Regions from separate parts of the Sus scrofa genome. Here region 1 is linked to region 2. Evidence: chromatin contacts called from public targeted proximity ligation data. All regions are on one chromosome and are shown on one strand. The core of a region is the stretch at or near the end of the contact, and the rest is flanking DNA. Distances in the headings are between cores, read along the strand shown. Region 1 has its middle 360 kb from the start of MYC. Region 2 overlaps LOC102158034 (a long non-coding RNA gene).

Region 1 (2,700 bases), core at 103-2,602, 960 kb after region 2:
GGCTAGGGGTCTAATCAGAGCTATTGCCACCGGCCTACGCCACAGCCACAGCAGCACAGGATCTGATCCATGTCTGCCACCTACACCACAGCTCACGGCAATGCCAGATCCTTAACCCACTGATTGAGGCCAAGGGTCAAACCCGCAACCTCATGGTTCCTAGTTGGATTCATTAACCATTGAGCCACGACGGGAACTCCAACACATAGGATTTGTTATTCCCATGTCATAGTTGAGCATCCCAAGGCCATATGAATATTAAGAGGCAGACCAAGAATATGAACCCAGATCCCTCTGACTTAAAGCCTAAATCCTCTGCAACATCCCAGGTCTACTCAACTCCCATGGACTCATAGATATCGATAAAAAAAAATCCCCAGATACAACATAAGATACCCATGCTGTGGCTCCTCTGTGGGCACAGCCCGAGGAGAGCACAGTGGTTATGGATACAGGCTTCCGACTTTGCCAGATCTGGCCTCACGGCCTTGCTCTACCACTCAGTAATTCTCACATGTTAGAATAGAAAGTTGATATAAATGCACACACTCACACACACAGAGACACTCATCGCCGATTCAGTGCTGAAAGGCATCCAATGCAGCATCCTTACTTTGCAGTTGAGAACGCCAGTGCTGGGTGGAGGGGAGAGCACAGGGGTTTCCTGCCTGGGGTCCCACAGGGAGAGAGCACCGGGGACATCAGACATCCCCCCCCATCCCAAGTCTGATGCTCTCTCCAGAGTCCCATCCCAGCCTGCCTCCCTCTAGAAACACATTCAAGTTTTCAAATGGTGACTCCCCAGATCAAAGGAAATGGCCCCCTCAGATAAAGCAGATTCTCACAGAGGAAAAATGTCCATTCCATGCTGAGATTTTTCCTCTATCTGCTCATTTGCGGGGGTCATGAGAAGGTCAGGGGAAAGCTCTTATGACGTGGCTCCTGGGTCTCCACACCCAAGAATGCAGGAAGATTTCAATAAATCAGACGGCGGGCAGGAATTCAGACAGGCTCCCCCACATGTTCTGTGCCTTTATTCCCCCCGGGTGGATACCATCAGCTGTCTTGTTGCTAAGAGACCCGAGTGGGTGGGAAAGGCCAATTGTCTTATTTTTCAAACTTATCTACAAAACCGGTTTGTGCCTCTGCTCCGTCCAGGGGTTCGGCTTTCTTAAGAACAGGATATTACCACCAGGCAGATGGAGTGAGTGAGAGTACATTTTGTCGAGAAACGGACTGAGCTTTTCCTGGACATTCAATGTCACCCAGCAGAGTCCTGGGAGCTGCCAATTACGGGTCTGATGCAATGTTTGGGAAAGAGCCGCAGAGTACACATGACTCAACAAAATATTCTGATTTACATTCCTATCTCCCAGGCAGTTGCACTTTTATCAGCACCAACAAGGGCTATGGGGTCAGTAGGCGTGCTGGGCTGAGTTCGTCATCAGAGAATTAAAAGGAATTAAAAAAAAACAAGAAGAGGTTGTGGGGAGGTGAGAATCTGAATCACTCCGGGACTTTCCTTTTCGGTTGCATTCCAATCGGACAGACCCAAACCTGGCAGAGCCCTTCTATTGCTCAATGTCAAAAACATTCCCCTGGAATGTGGGCCATGTGAACTTGGACACCCCCTGCAGTTTCCCTCTGTGGCCCAGCAGGCTGCATCCACCATAAGCGGGGCCCTCAGGAGAGTCCGGGGCATGTTTCATATAAAAAAGGCAGGGGCTCCAAAGGTGAGCTTTCACCAGCCCTCTCCCACCAAGGCCTCTGTGCAGACTCGCGCTGCACTCTGATGAGCCCAGCAGAGATGGAAAATGAGCTCTTGGGAACAGGTCGGTGGGTTTTGTTTTGTTTTGTTTTTCTTGCCTTAGTAGAAAGCAAGAATGTGAATTCACTTCCTCCTTGTCTGGGTTTGTACTTGGCTTATGAGCTCATTCCGCCCACCTTGACCCCCCAGCAAAACCCGGCTATAACCTCTTATTTCTGAAGAACTCTAAGAGCCACGTCTAAGGACATCTAATTCCCCGTTCTGCCCCCTGCCCACATAGACCCCTCCCTCCTTGGCTTGAAGAGTCAAGATAGCAATCTTTGTCACACGAGTGTAACTGAGAGCATAACTCAGCCCCAAAAGCCCATTTCGATCTTGCAGCATGTTTCAGAGCCGAGTGCTCCAGCCAGCAAAGAACTCATAGTTGGCAGAGCCTTCTGAGTAACTGTGTACAGACCACATCCTCCTCCTGTCCACTTCTAAAACCCATCCAGAAAAAAGGAAGGCCTCTGGAGTTCCCTTCGTGGCACAGTGGTTAACAAATCTGACTAGAAACCATGAGGTTGCAGGTTCGATCCCCGGCCTTGCTCAATAGGTTACGGGTCTGGCGTTGCCGTGAGCTGTGGTGTAGGTCACAGACGCGGCTCGGATCCCTCATTGTTGTGGCTCTGGGTAGGCCGGCAGCTGTAGCTCCGATTAGACCCCTAGCCTGGGAACCTCCACATGCCACGGGAGCAGCCCTAGAAAAGGCAAAAAGACAAAAAAAAAAAAAAAAAAAAAAGGAAGGCCTCACAAGCCATGTGCCATCAGCTACAGAGAAGAATGGCGTTGCGTGCATCCTGCTGTGTGTAAGAGTCAGGGATACGCAGGTTCTAGAAAATAAAATTACCTAACTTAAATTGAATGCTGACTGTGAAGAGGCAGACGGCAAG
Region 2 (2,700 bases), core at 183-2,682:
GGGTACACATATCTTTTCAAAGTATAGTTTTCTCTGGATGTACACCCAGAGTGGGGTTGCTGGATCATATGGTAATTCTGTTTTTAGTTTTTAAAGGAATCTCCATACTGGTCTCCATAGTGGCTCTACCAATTTACGTTCCCACCAACAGTGTAGGAAGATTCCTTTTTCTCCATACATCAGAGAGTTTTTCTCTTTTTTTTTTTTAATTTAATTTTAATTTTTTTGGCTGTGCCCCGCTGTGGCAATGCTGGATCTTTTTTTTTTTGTTTTGTTTTGTTTTTTTTAGGGCAGCACCCATGGCATATGGAAGTTCCCAGGCTAGGAGTTGAATTGGAGCTGTAGCTTCAGGTCTACACCACAGCCATAGCAATGCAGGATCCAAACCATGTCTTGGACCTACACCACAGCTCACAGCAGTGCCGGATCCTTAACCCACTGAGTGAGGCCTGGGATCGAACCCAAATCCTCATGGATCCTAGTCAGGTTTGTTAACTGCTGAGCTACAAAGGGAACTCTCAATGCTGGATCTTTAATCCAGGAACTTTAATCCAGAAAACCTAACTCTGGTTTTCTCAAAGTCACATCATTAGCAAGTGTTTGGACATTATACATTAAATACTATAGTTTTAGGGTTTTCCCATTTTCTCTCTGCAACACATGGTATGGAGACTGTACCTCTTTATCATAGCAGAGTTTACTCATATTTATTACAATTAACTACCTAAATGAAAAATAACTCTAATCGAGTTGTTTCTCATAACAAGCCACAATATATCATGTTTTATTTCCTTATAGAAGGGTGACCTTCAAATGGTGCAAGTGACTAAATAGGTAAACAGATTTAAGCTATTATAAGGACAGTAAAGATAGCCGGAATGTTCCATGACACAGACCCTGTAACAACTCTCTTCATCAAGAATGTTCTGCATTCACAAGCTTATTGTCCTCTATTTCTGAGCATGAGTGTTTAAAAATAGATCCTCATTAAGTCTGTAAAGACTCGCCCTTCAAGTATTAAGGTCTCAGATGTTCTTGGCACATACTGTTCTCGTGACGTAGACAAGAGTTGGGTGTGCCAGGCAGGTCAGCCAGTGGACCGTTCTGGCAGGCTGGTTGCCCTTGTTGGGTGAAATGAGAGAAGAAGATTGGTGTCAGAAGCCTGCAGATAGGATTTATAATCTCAGGGAAATTGCTGTGCCTGCTGAAGCCCTCAGAAGAGGAGCCCGTGCTGAGAGAGGTCACTTTCACTTCTCGTGTCTCATTTGCCCTGGGTAATTTTGGAGACGCATATTGCTATCTTGATTTTAAAGACAAGGAAACCGAAAGCCAATGACGTTACAGAGCTTGGTCAATCTTGCAGAGATATCAGTGGCAGCCTTAGCTATTGAACCCAAGTCTGTCGAAAACTGCAGACGGTGTTCTGAATGGCTCCATGGCCTCCCCCACTGCCTCCTGAATGCTATGACCTCAGCAGTGTCCTGGGTCCCAACACTCTGAGCAACAACTGGATCACTATCCAGATAAGAGTACATCTTTTTTTTTTTTTTTTTTTTTTCTCCCATTTTTGGCTGCCCCACAGCATACGGAGTTCCCAGGCCAGGGACTGGATCAGAGCTGCAGTTGCAGTTGTGACCTAAAGTTGCAGCAACGCTGGAGGATCTTTTTCTTTTTCTTTCTTTCTTTCTTTCTTTCTTTCTTTTTTTTTTTTTTTTTTTAGGGCCGCACCCGTGGCATATGGAGGTTCCCAGGCTAGGGGTTGAATCGGAGCTGCAGCTGCCCGCATACACCACAGCCACAGCAATGCTGGATCCAAGCCGTGTCTGTCACCTACACCACAGCTCACAACAATGCTGGAGCCTTAACCCACTGAGCGAGGCGAGGGATCAAACTAGCATCCTGGTGCCCAATCCCATTGCAACACAGTAGAACCTCCCAGAAGCACATCATTTATCTTGCTATCTCAAGCTATCTTGTCTTCAAAGGAAATAGCCTTGAAAAAGCGGGAAACAGACAAAGTTCCGTCTCTGCCTCTAACCACATGTAGCCTTGGGAGAGAAAGTCAGTCCCTCTCTCGGAACTTTGATCCTTTCATCTTCTGACGTGGATCTGCTAGTCTTTCCCTGCTAATGTCACGAGGTTATTGTGAGGACTAAAGAGAGTCTCAGATGCGGAGGGAAGGTCAAAACAGGGGCTGTCCTTGATTCATTCAGATCCATGACTCGACACTGACTCAGACACATCTGGGGGTTGGCGGTGATGACCACTTCTCCAATCCCCGCTCGGTGCTTTGTTTCCTCCTGTGATCCCATTTCCTGCCCCGTGGCCACCACATGGCAAGTGCTTCAGCTCTACTCCCTGTTGCAGTGTGAGAGGGCAGACAGCCAACTAGCAGTGTTGGACGCTGACAGACTAATTCTAGGTCATTAACAATCGACAATCCAAACGTCACAAGTGCTTTTGCCTTGAAATTCTTCTTATAAAACGGGGGCTCGTGATCTGGAGTCCCATTCATGTATGGGCTCAGAGAGCTTGTGAAGCACCTGAAATTGCATGAAAAATTGTCTATGTCCCTATGTGACTTTTTCTGGGTAGGGGCGTGAGTTTCTGTCAGAGTCTTAAAAGATCCACTATAAACCTTTGTTCTCGGAGATGCAGTTTCACCACCATGTGACAGCCACCTAAATGGACCCTCCATCT

What was found.
Region 1: a targeted proximity ligation map of alveolar macrophages shows a contact between it and region 2, with 8 times the contacts expected there. A contact is called at or near these places in 2 of 2 datasets of targeted methods (alveolar macrophages and skeletal muscle).

Annotation. Positions count from the first base shown.
Region 1 is chr4:12,098,774-12,101,473 of Sscrofa11.1, forward strand. No RefSeq gene overlaps it. Among named protein-coding and RNA genes, the nearest start is that of MYC, 360 kb to the right of the region's middle.
Region 2 is chr4:11,135,204-11,137,903 of Sscrofa11.1, forward strand. All of the region lies in intron 2 of LOC102158034 (a long non-coding RNA gene), which reads left to right. Among named protein-coding and RNA genes, the nearest start is that of FAM49B, 660 kb to the left of the region's middle.